Regions from separate parts of the Sus scrofa genome. Here region 1 is linked to region 2. A link is a contact called in public HiChIP or PLAC-seq data. All regions are on one chromosome and are shown on one strand. Each heading gives the region's core, a stretch centred on a gene start, on an enhancer-like site or on the middle of the called end of the contact. The rest is flanking DNA. Distances are from core to core; before and after follow the strand shown.

The links. HiChIP or PLAC-seq counts read pairs in DNA pulled down with a chosen protein or histone mark.
Region 1: an H3K27ac HiChIP or PLAC-seq map of alveolar macrophages shows a contact between it and region 2. The contact joins two enhancer-like sites. A contact is called at or near these places in 2 of 2 datasets of contacts at active chromatin or transcription factors (alveolar macrophages and skeletal muscle).

What each region holds. Positions count from the first base shown.
Region 1 is chr2:6,925,219-6,931,603 of Sscrofa11.1, forward strand. It overlaps POLA2 (DNA polymerase alpha subunit B), which reads right to left. Exons shown (of 18, transcript XM_013994111.2): 11 at 5,020-5,144; 12 at 4,406-4,444; 13 at 3,540-3,613; 14 at 635-743; 15 at 4-110. Among named protein-coding and RNA genes, the nearest start is that of POLA2, 22 kb to the right of the region's middle. Within about 2 kb of position 2,578, at least 61 of the 83 cell types and tissues checked have an H3K27ac peak or open chromatin away from gene starts, as enhancers often do. A contact at or near this core is called in alveolar macrophages and skeletal muscle, where this site is marked.
Region 2 is chr2:6,763,682-6,769,677 of Sscrofa11.1, forward strand. All of the region lies in intron 2 of LOC102163816 (a long non-coding RNA gene), which reads left to right. Among named protein-coding and RNA genes, the nearest start is that of SCYL1, 33 kb to the left of the region's middle. Within about 2 kb of position 4,445, at least 66 of the 83 cell types and tissues checked have an H3K27ac peak or open chromatin away from gene starts, as enhancers often do. A contact at or near this core is called in alveolar macrophages and skeletal muscle, where this site is marked.

The DNA.
Region 1 (6,385 bases), core at 1,328-3,827, 160 kb after region 2:
CACCTGCTGATCTCCTCGGCCCCCATGTGAAACAGCAGATCGGTGGACGTTAAGCCAAAGATCATCCCATTTACCGAGAGGGTGCAGGGCTCCGGCACGAACTGCACTCGCTGAAATGAGAAGGTGGGACAACGTCTGCACACTGAAGCCAGAAACTTCTTCCCCGTGACAGCAGGGTGTCTCCAAGGGCTGAGGAGACCAAGCCAACGCACAGAAAATTACCCACTTGCCTGTTACTGTTATTTTTTGTCTTTTTAGGGCCGCACCTGCGGCATATGGAGGTTCCCAGCCTAGGGGTCCAATCGGAGCTACAGCTGCCAGCCTACACCACAGCCACAGCGATGCTGGATCCGAGCCGCATCTGTGACCTACACCACAGCTCACAGCAACGCCGGATCCTTAACCCACCGAGTGAGGCCAGGGATGGAACCCGCAACCTCATGGTTCCTAGTCGGATTTGTTTCCGATGCACCACGACAGGAACTCCACACTTGCCTGTTATGAGAAAGCAGGCCCCATGCACGCCTCCAAAGGGCACTCCCACCCACTTGTGGGCAGAGCGGGGTCGCCTCTGGTGCACGGGACTCTGGCTGCCTGCTGATTGGGAGGTGCTGATTGGGGGGAGCGCTGGTACCTTTTTGTCCTCTCGAGGCAGGTCAGAGCAGCTGAAGGGAGGCTGCGGGTACACAGGCTCGCGGTGCACGTCCCTCAGCGACGGGACAAAGACCAGGTGGGAGCCGGAGCTGCATCGTCAGAGGAGGAAGGAAGGTGCATGCGGGTGAGTCAGAACAGCTGGGTGACAACTTCAGGGGACAGGGCTGACCCCAGACCCCACCTCCAGGAGGACTTCCAGGAGGGAACTCCTCTACGAAGAGAGGGGCTGCTCCCCACGGGAGGCGGGAATGAAAGGCGGCCTGTCCCCGTGGACACACAACCGCTTTGATGGGGCTCAGGTCACCCAGGAGCGCTTTCTCCTGACTGCGTGACGTGTGTTCCCCTCTCTGGAGGGGAAGGGGGCTACTGGCTGGGAGAAAAGGGGGGAAAGGATTTGAGAGCCAGGAAATCTAGAAAGATAAAGATGTGACCACAAATCCTCAGAGCCAGACTGAAGCCAAAGTTCTGCCTCTTCACACCGTGTGAACAGATGTGGCTTTGAGGCGTCACGTAGCCTCCCTGCCTGGGGGCTCTTCCCTAGGGAGGGACAGGCTGCTAAGTGGGTCTGGGGACACGACCGGCTTTCCGGAAGCCTGCCCTCCCCTCTCTCTGGGGGAATCAGGGCCCTGGGTTTCTATTTCTTAGCAGACGGCCATACAAAAACGAAAGCAGTGTCTACCAGCAGGAGTAAAAGCAGAGATGGCAGATGTTTCCTTTGATGGAGGCAGGAGGAGAATCTCTAGAGTTACAACATACAAGGGAAGAAAAACCCCATGACTCGGGGGGCCAGTCCTTTGTCCCCTGCACAAAAGAAAGGGGTGAGACACCTCCGTCTCCTTGTCCCTGCAGCTGTCCTTGGCCGAGGGGCCCATGATAAACCAAACAGGCGGAACATGTCACTCTGGGGGCTCTCATGTCTAGCGCCCTCTCCTGCTAAAAATGCTGTGGTTTTGCAGAGGCAGGGGCAGGTACCTGTGCAGGTACGATACGGAGCTGCTTCCTCAAGTGGGATCAAGGCGTTGGTGACTGTTGTCACACTTATTGTGTGTTTGCCATGCCTGCTCAAAGTGTGAACTGAGATTTCTGTCCACAAAGGTACCGTGCCTACAACTTACAGTCCCTTTGACATGGAAAGGTTCCCCGTAAAAAAGAAAAGAAAAAGAAGAGTCCCTCGTAACTACCCAAGTCCACCTATTTGGGCGCTGAAGTCCGGCAAACGGGTTGGGGGTGACCAGAAGGGGACGGTCCGAGCTCCAGGTCCCCAGGGACACAAGGGGCAGGGGCACAGCTGGCCGCCGTTAGGAGACGGAACTGCTGTTTCCGTGCAGGCGCTGGCAGAGCAATGGTTAAGGAAGAAAGGGCCCCGGTGCTCAGGGTTATACAGCGGCTGCAGGGGGAGGGAGCGAGAGAAAATTCCAACTATGCTGAGCGTTGCACAACCTCATACATCATGGTGGGCGGGTCCTGGCCGCTCCCTCAGCTCCGCTGGGCTCTAGGGAGGGAGGAAGTGCTTCCTCGCAGGCTCTGGTTTTCACTGATAAACCAGCTTAATGCATTGCATTTCTGACCTCTCAGAATAAAAATAACCCCCCCCCAGGAGGGCCGAATTTTGGGAAGGGCGGGGCAGCCCCCTCCCCCTGGCGCACAGATGAAAGTGCCTGGCGGTGCTGGGCGCTCACCCCGGGGAACAATGCCGGGCTTGTTCTTTGTTTGTGCCGCTGCTGTCAATACCACAAGGGCTGAGGAACCCAAAACAGAACCCAATCTCAAATGGAAAGCACCCAGCCGGCGCTGGGGCCCTGCCCCGCAGTCCCTGCCTCTCCCGGAGGGGACCAAGGGCTGGCCAACCAGGGACACCTGCTAGGGTCTGCCAATCTCCAGGTCACAACCAGCCTGGAGGGAAGAAGGAAGGCGCTTGTGACATCTCACTGGAGCGGGGGCAGATCCAGCGGCCGGCTGGCACTGGCGTGACTCAAGTCCCCTGACTCTGGGTCAGCGAGGGGGTTTTCCCCCGTCCTTCCGAGAGGCCTACGACACTGGCCTGCGCTGCTGGTACAAGGAGGTTGAATCACAGCTAACTGACTCTGGGATCAGTTCTCACGGCCCACGGGCGGAAGATCATACATCTTGTTTTAAAAACCACCTTTGTTGCGGACTTATTTTTAAAGGCTTAGCCTGGGGAATGTTGGCTCTTGATGAGCTCAGCTACAGGGCGGACAATTCCCAGAGGAGATGATCCAGGACTTACAGGACTTCCTCTCGAACCCTGGTGCTGGAGGGAAGCGGCAGGAAGTGGGGCGTCAGCTTCCTGACAACCTTTCTATTCTGGCTTTAGGCCCTTCCTGGAGCAGAGGCTTTTCCTCCCAACCCAGCCGCCCGTGGCTCCTCGCCGCTGAGAGCCGGTCCTTGGGTCTGCGGCGAGGACTCAGGACCTCTACCCTCTCGAGAGCTTATACGAAGCCCATGAAACGAGAGAAGCACGGCCTCAGGGAAGGACTTGGGTCCAAACGCTCCCTCTCACAAGACCTTAGGCCCCAGGATTTTGCTGTGTAAGTCATCCAACACTCCTCAGCCTCGCCTGGGAAGATTCCCACGGAAGATGGGTTTACCCAAAAGGGAGTGAGAAAAGGAAGTAAAGAAAGAGCAAGGGAAGAAAGAAAGCCTGTGCAGCCTTTTCCTTTCAAGTGTGTTTATCTTTGTGTTTTAAAGAGATGCCTCTTCACTGGCATCTACACACTTGAAGTTCAAGAGTTCCATCTGATCTCTGAGTTCAAAGGATGAAAGGATGGGAACTACCGTGACTTTTGGACAGTTTCAGTTTCTTAATGGGAGGCCCCAGGGGAGCTTAGGAGTGTGAGGCTCTGTCCAGCATTGGGAAATCTGACCTTCGTGTCCCCTCGATAATGGTTCGCAGACATTGCTTGAAAACATCTTCAAATGGGCTTGTCAGTAGACAGCTCTGCAAGAAAAAAAAAAAGACAGATTTACAGGGTAAACTGCTGCTTATTCACTCGTGCGGTGACGCTGGGCTCCAGCTGCTGAGTGAGGAGCTCAAGGAAGGAGACACGACGATGGAAAAGACGGGCCCTCTGGCCTCCAGGAGTGAGTCTGGTTGGGGGCAGGAAAGGACACGGGGGCACAATTCATCCTCCTGAATGTAGCTGAGGGAAAGACGAGGAAGAAGGGTTTTCTGGAGAAGGTACAAATCTCCCGAGACAGAGGGAGGTGAGGTCCTCAGAAGGGCCATTTGTTTTTGTTTTTGCTTTGTGGGGACGCGCCTGCGGCATATGCATCTAGGCTAGGGGTCGAATCAGAGCTGCAGCTGCCAGCCTACACCACGGCCACACCACCACCAGATCTAAGCCATGTCTGCACACCTACACCACAGCTCATGGCAACATCAGATCCTTCACCCACTGAGAGGGCCAGGGGTCGAACCCGTACCCTCACGGATACTAGTTGAGTGTGTTACCACTGAGCTACAAGGGGAACTCAAGACGGGCCATTTGCGTTTTATGCGCAAAGGACAACAAGATGTGCGTCACGGAGCTGGAGCAGCCAGGACGGCACTCTCAGAGGCACAGCTCCAGGACCCGCAGCTCCTGCCTCACACTCGAGGGGGACCAGGACTCGATATCTGTACTCCTCCCCTTACACCCTCCCCGCCACCCATGTAAGTTGTTACAGGTGCAGGGTAAACTCCAGGAGGTGAAAGTAAGAGCATCTCCCGCAGCCCAGCCCGGTCACTTACCTCCACCTGTTCATGCTTAGCATCCAGGAAAGGTCCAAACTGCAGATGAGCCCGAGGGGGGGGAACAAAGGTACCAAAAGAACAAATCAGAACTGCACGTGTCTGCGAGCGCCCTCGGGTACCCTCTGCAAGCAGTTCTCTGCCCAGGGTCCACTTGTCCCTCCAAGGTCTCCCTAGAGCCTGGGACAGGGAGCAGATGGGACGGGGGCGCCCGGCCAACATCCCAGGCAGAAGGACATCCCCCTGGATGAGGGGACCACTGGGGCCCCATAACGATACTGGGATCTTTTCTTTTTCAACCCAGCAAAGGAAGTCTAGCTCTGCGCAGCAGTACGTTGGGAATTCAAGAGTGATGAGCTCACAACAGGAGTGAGGAGACAGGCAAGAAACTGGGGCATCGATGAAGAGCGGCACCGAATTTTGGGCCTTTGGACGAAGCCTGTCCAAACCCTACCGAAGACGTAGACCAAGAACTAAAACATATTTTTTAAAAGGAGGGGAGTCTGACACTCTTCCTACTAATTGAGAACCGCATTGGACCTTGTTCGTAGCCCGACTCCCCAGTTTCCCGGCTGGAGCCTCCCCAAGTGAAGCCGTCTCAGGAGGGCCCCTACCAGGATGCAGACGTCCGGCCGGTCGCGGTTGATGACGGTGATCAGGTCGAGCAGGGGCTCGAAGGCGATGCTGTCTGACGTGGTGTACGGCCCACAGGCCACCAGGACCATGATTTGCTCAGAATCTAAGACCGAAAGGCGTGTTAAGGTGCTGACGAGAAGATCCTGGGATGGTGGGAAAAGGACAGAACTCGATGCATCGAGTCTCTTTATGTGGGCAACGCGGGAATCCGAGAGGAACAAGACCACATTCTGCCCTCAAAGAATCCTCCGTCAGCAGTCCCTGCCATGGGACAGAGGGTTGAGAATCCGACGGCAGTGGCTTGGGTTGCTGTGGAGGCTCGGGTTTGATCCCCAGCCTGGTGCAGTGGGTTAAAGGACCCGGCGTTGCCAAAGCTGTGGCATAGGTCGCAGCTGTGGCTCAGAGTCAGTCCCTGGCCCGGGAACTTTCATAGGTCATGGGGGTAGCCAGTAAAAGAAAAAAAAAAAAAATCCTTCGTCAGCTGGCAGAGAGGTAGGTATGCAAATAACTATAACTCGAAAGACGTTTCCCAGCAGGGCACGAGTGACGGGAGGGAAGGGACAGTCAGGAAAGAACGGATCAAAGTGGCATTGCTTCCATGGCTTTCCTCCCAACGGGGTTTGTTTTTGTTTTAATTGTGGCAAAATATACATAACATAAAAGCATCATCATCTTAAAGGAAACACTTCAGTGGTAAGTATAACTCAAGGCTGTGCAATTACACCCTCTGCACACGCCTTCCCGTCTTGCAAAACTGAAACTCCGTTCCCATCGCACACGAACTCCCCGCTCCCCCAGCAACCACCATCCTACAGTCTGTCTCCGATTTTCATGACTCTCAGAACCTCATTTAAGGGGAATCATAGAGATGTGTCTTTTAGATACTTTGTTGACACATGTAAGTGGAGTTTTCTGGGAGCCTCAGATGGCACAGAGGTTGGGTGTGCTCCCTGAGGGGCAGATGGGGCGGGGGCGAGAGTGGCTGGAGAATCTGGGGCACCACAGTACCCAGGACGACAGGCTGGAATGCGGGACTCTTGTGTGATGGGCACAGGGGCTTGTTTTTGGCTCCCTTTTCGTCACAGCACCTGCTCCCCTTTCAGAGAACCAGCCTGTCCTACGCAAGGCCGTCTAGGCGGGGCTGTAGAGCAGGTGCACTGTCCCCCCGCCCCGGCCCAGGAGCTGGCAGGGGACCCAGCTCAAGCCACTCACACTCTCCTTGGGTTCTGGAATCTTAAGGTGAATGAACCAACGACAAAACAGGCTGGTGCTGACCTGTCCCCGAGAAGGTGCCCAGATGAGAGTCGGGTTATCCTTGCTACCTGGACCCTCTGGAGCCACCGG
Region 2 (5,996 bases), core at 3,195-5,694:
CATCCACAGTCTTGGATCCCTGAGTGGTTCAGTACCCTCTTGAGGTCCCAGGCGGATGTTTGGGTGAGCCCTGCATACCCAGCATGGTGCCCATGAAACACAGCTCCTCATAGGAGTTTCCTTTTTGGCTCAGTTGTTTACGAACCCGACTAGTATCCATGAGGAGGAGAGGTTGATCCCTGGCCTTGCAATGAGCTGTGGTGTAGGCCAGAGATGCGGCTCAGATCTGGTGGTGTTGTGGTTGTGGTGTAGTCTGGCAGCTGCAGCTCTGATTCGATCTCTAGCCTGGGAGCCTCCCTCTGCTGCGGTATGTCCCTTAAAAGACAAAAGACAAAAAAAAAAAAAAAAAAAGTTTCACAGCTCCTCCTGGTAATCAGGATAGAGGTCACCAAGGTCCTAGGAACTTTGCCTGAGGTCTGTTTCTCAGCACCAGCCAGATCAAAACAAGCCCTCAGCCCAGGGCTCTTTCTCAGGGTCGCATGCATGCGGTAGAGGCCTGCAGTGATTGAGGTAGAAAAGGCCTGAAAGCTCATTAGGTGATAAGAACTCACTAGAAGCAGAGGAAGCCAAAGGGGAGATAGAGGGAGGTCTGGGAGTTACCTGGAGAGGGAGTTTGGACTCTGCTCTTTGGACAGAAGGATGACTTCTGAGCTCGAGAGGCTCTGGCTTTGGAAGTATTGTGTAGCTACTCTTTGCAAGGTGGCTGAGCTCGGAGAGGTGACAGAGGGGAGGGCACTGGAGTCCATTGTCCAGCCTGGGACAGGGGTCACGGAGGCCTGGATTGGGGGAGGGGGAGGCATGGGACAACGAAAGAAGACAGGTCCTGCTCTCCCTGAGGCTCTCTGGGCTCCCCACACAGGTCTCCTCCTCTCTGTCTCAGCACCTCTAGCCCTTTCCGGGCTCGTGTTCTTTACTTTTTGTTTGGTCCATATATGCGGCATGAGAAAGTTCCTGGGGCCAGGGATTGAGCCTGCGCCACATCAGTGACCCGAGCCACAGCAGTAACAACGCCAGATCCTTAACCTGCTGTGCCACCCAGGAACCCCCTCTTTTCTCTTTTTAAGCATTCATGTTCCTCTTTATTTACATTTTGTACGTGCTCAGTCGATGTTTATTGAATGAAAGAGTCTTTGAATTCTATAGTGCTTTATAATTTTTAGGAGTTCTCTTGTGGCTCAGCGGGTTAAGGCTCCCGTGTTGCCACTGCAGAGGCTGGGGTTGCTGCTATGCCGCAGGTTTGATCCCTGGCCCGAGAACTTCCACGAGCCATAGGTGCAGCCAAAGTTCCACCCACATGGTCTCATGTGATCCCATAATAACCCTGTTGCCCACCCACATATTGCCGCTCCCCCCCCCCCCCGAGGTAATTGCTAGTTTGTCCTCTGTGTCCGAGTCTAGACTCTTGTTTACCCTCAATGACACATCTGCATGGAATGAACCTCCCCACTCTTAGGATGACACCATTGTCACCATCCTGCCTTGACCACGTCCCTCTTGGGAAAGGGCCTCTCAGACCAGCAACGTCATCCCGCGTCACCACCACGTAGTTACCGCTTTGCTTGTCACAACGCAACCCGTGTTTTCCCGGATGAGTATGTGTTTGTTAACATGTTCCTCTTGGGAGTTCCCATCGCGGTGCAGTGGTTAAAGCACCTGACTAGCATCCATGAGGACTGGGGTTCAGTTCCTGGCCTTGCTCAGTGGGTTAAGGATCCGGCGTTGCGGTGAGCTGTGGTGTAGGATCGGAGCCCACGTTGCTGTGGCTGTGGCGTAAGCCCGCAGCTACAGCTCCAATTCGACCCCTAGCCTGGGCACCTCCATATGCCTCGGGTGTGGCTCCAAAAAGACAAAAACAAAAACAAAAAACCACAGACCTGTTCCTCTTGCTCCCTCCCTGGAAGGTCAAGGGGACTCCAGGGCTGCAGGTTGCCAGGGAGGAGGGGCTGCCTCTGCTGGAGGCTGAATGTGGGGACAGAGAAGTCTCAGGCTGGCTCTCCAGCACAGACACAGGAGAAGTGGGTCTGTGTCAACATCCTGAAAGTCCCAGCTGTGGGCAAAGGGTGGGAACTCCACAGAGCCATTGTTTGGCTCCGCTTGGGGACAGGGACTTTACAGCTCTGAGGCCATCGCTCCTCTGGCTGGGGGTGGAGCTTCCAGAGTAGGGAAGTGAGGGGAGGGGAGAGGGAAGTGCGAGCTTCCTGTGCTTTCCCGGCTCCCCACAGATGTCACTTCTGCTAGGGAGCTCCTAGAGAGACTCAAAACACTCCCCCCCTCCCCGAGAAAACAGAGCATTGCGGTAATTTCTGGGGAAGTGACGTCCCCCCAGTATTTAGGTGCCCTGGGCTTGTTCCAGCCCTGCTGCCCTGCACCCCGCCCCATGGAGTGACCTGTGACCCTGGAGAACTGTGAAGGGGGTGGCCCAGTGGGGTGTCTCTCCTCCCCTTTGCCTTCCCCAGGAGCAGGAGCAGGGTTTCTGGCACCCTCAGGTGGGGGGCCAGCTCTAGTGTCCCACGGCAGCACCGGCCTCAGGCCACTTCAGCCTGCCCCCTGCCCAGAGAACATGCACGTAGACTCAGACTCAGCAGGGCCTGGGAAAAACACAGAGCCCAGAGCAGCCCTGGGGAAAGAAGCTGCGCGGAAATTTCCATGACCCTTCTGCCAAAGCAAGGACGCTTCAGCTGAGGCTCAAGGCAGAGACAGAGACCTGGGAGCTAGAAAGCATGGAGGTCACCAAGGGTCACCCTTCCTCATTCAGATCTTTGTCATCTGCTGTCCACCCGAACCCAGCCAGAAACCTCAGTCAGTTCCCCTCTGTTCCAGCCCCATCTGCTGCCAGATGCCTAGTTCACACGACGGGACATGCCACCACCTCTTTCCCAAGGACATGGCCGACTCTCGGCCAGTGGGAGCTCTCCTGTAGGAGCCAGGTCCTCGAGGCCCCTCTCCCCCTGCAGGAAGCCCTCCCCGATGAATGGTCAGTCTTTCTGCAGACGCCTGCGGCCATCAGGTTCCAGTGACCTCACCAGCACTCCTGTGATCACGCCCTTCCCTCAGGCGTGACTGACTCATCTGTTGTTACCCTGAGCTAAGGCCTATGGCTTGGATTGCTGTTGGGCACTTATCCCTTTTTTTTTTTTTTTTTTTTTTGCTTTTTAGGGCCACACCCGAAGCATATGGAGGTTCCAAGGCGAGGGGCCTAATCGGAGCTACAGCTGCTGGCCTACGCCACAGCCACAGTGATGTGGGATCTGAGTCGTGTCTCTGACCCACACCACAGCTCATGGCAACATCAGATCCTTAACCCACTAAGCAAGGCCGGGATCGAACCCGCAACCTCATGGTTCCTAGCTGGATTTGTTTCTGCTGCACCACAACAGGAACTCCCACTTATCCTTGAAAATACTGTCCATGTCTTCCTATGGCCTTGCCTCAGTCAGAGCAGCAATACACAGAGCTTAGCTGCATCCACACAGTCGGTCCTGTGTGGCCTCCAGCGGTGCTGGGGACTCTGAGAGGCTCACCTTGGGTACTCGCTGATGGTCCCCAAGCCAGCACATCCCCGGCAGGAGTCTGGCAGGAACATTTATAGGCTTGCCCTCTCCCCCTACCCCAGCCAGAATCCCAGCATGGCCATTCAGAGGCAGCGTGACGAGGACTCGGCCCTGGGTCCCGTCCGCAGCCTTCGCTGGGGCCTGTCTGGCGTCGCCTGCCAGCCCTCGGCCCCAGCCTGGCATCATGGGTGTCCCAGAGCCAAGCTGGTGTCTCCTTCCTGTTCTTCCACTCAGCTGACCTGTCACCTTCCTCCAGCTCCCCAGAAGACCGTGGCTCTCCCCCCACCCCGGCGCCCTGTCCCTGTCACCACCCCATCTGGTTCTGTAGCCCTTCACGCACTCTGGAGGGGCCGTGGTGAGCGTGGGCTTGAGAGCCCCACTCTCGGTCAGTCTGGGCTCGTCCCTCCCCTTGCTGGCTATACTCAGAGACGGTAGCAAGTTACTTCATTTCTCTGAATCAGGTTTACCCCTCAGTGAAACAGGACCCCCTTCTCAGGGCTAAGTTCCCACGTCAGGAACTTAGTACAGTGCTGGCTCAAATGATGTGCCATAGAAAGGTGGCTGTCACTGCCTTCCCTTCCCGTCCCCTTCCTGTCCTACACACGCAGCCCCCTTCCTGCCCCTCCCCCAGATCTGACTGGAGCCAGGCACATCTCAGGAAGGGGTTAGACAGTGGCGATGACTTCATCTTTGCCTTGGTGCAGGAAGGAGGCAGGGAAGGTAACACACTCAGGCCAGAGGCTGGATGGAATTTTCCAGCGCTCATAAACAGGACCATTGCGGTTGCTAGCTGAGGTCACCATGGAAACGGTCACATGCGCTAGCCCGTGGTTCTTCCACTCTGGCTTCAGGCCCATGACACAAGCTCCAGGCCTCTTCATTGGCTGCCACCTTCCTCTTGCCACTGAAATCTGGCAGGAGATTGGCCAAGGGTAGTTGCTGGGCTGGAGTTAGCTCCCCACCCCCAGCCGGAACCTGCTGGAAGCTGTTGTTTTGAACCAGAGGAAGATGGAAAATAGGCTGGCAGAGATGTTGCCATAGCAACTGCTTTCCTTTCTGTTCTCCTTGGAGTTCGTGGTTGACTTCTTTGCGGTTGAAGCACTTTTCCAAAGGCAAAGAGGGCGGCGGCCCCTTTACACTGACCTGACTTCTTCTTTTGAGGGGGACCTCCCTCAGCTTGCAGAGCAGTTAGAATTTCTGAGCCTCTGCTTGGAGCTTTGTTTACTAATCTGTGCCTGGTTGCTTTCTATGAAATGGAATATTCACTGTAGGACCCCCGTCCTAGCATCGAGGGCTGGAATAAGGCTCCAACTGGACTAAGGTGGCAAATGCTCCTTGTCACCTGTAAAGCTCTGTGCACCTACCACATGTCTTTAATTGGCTGCCACTGAGGTTAGCATAGGGCAATGGCCCTATCAGCTGGAGTCCGGGGAGATACCAACATGTTTAGCAAAGCCCAGAGCCCTGCGACCCCCAGGCCCTTTTTGAGTCTACTTCCTCTTGTCACCACTGCCTTCTGGGACCGTCAGCAGTTCACACAGAGCTCCAGGGACTTCATTTCTCTTTCTGTAAAAGAACTCTTTAGGAGTTCCCGGCGTGGCTCAGTGGTTAACGAATCCGACAAGGAACCATGAGGTTGTGGGTTTGTTCCCTGACCTCACTCAGTGGGTTGGGGATCCGGCGTTGTTGTGAGCTCTGGTGTAGGTCGCAGACACAGCTCGGACCCCGAGCTGCTGTGGCTGTGGTGTAGGCCAGCAGCTACAGCTCCAATTGGACCCCTAGCCTGGGAACTTCCATATGCTGTGGGTGCCGCCCTAGAAAATTAAAAAAATAAATAAATAAATAAAAGAGACATTTAAAAATTATTAGCAGAGCAGAACCTGGTTTTCCTGACTTCTAGCTTCATTCTTAATATGATTCTGGAACAGAATTTCAGTCATTCATCAAACACCCTCCATACAAGGCACAGTTGGTAGAAATAAGGCAGGAGAAAGGCGAGGTGTCTGCCTTCATGGAGCTGGTATTCTCGTGGAGGAGTCGGGCAACCGTTGGTGAAGAGCAGCAGTGGAAGTGTTCTGAAGAAAGTGAGCTGGTGGGGTAAAGGGAACTGGGGAGGGGACCGATTTTCGATGGGGTGGACAAAGAAAGTGAGCAGCCGGCATCGACGCATGAGAATGAACAGGCCTCCAGAAGGGGCGGGGGTGGGGAATTCCAGCCAGAAAGAAGAACAAGGGTGGAGAGCAGGTCAGGGTCAAGGAGACGGTGACCTGGGCAGTGGGCTGTATCCCAGGCCCAGGGCGGGAGAGAGGGGTTCCTTCCCCTTAGTCCATGGGGAAGGCTCCAGTGTGGCCGTCTGCCCTGGGCTTACAGGTGTGAGATACGCAGCTGCTCTCCTTGTCCCCCCTCCCCCCATTCTCAGCACTACCCGTGTTAAGACACATGCCC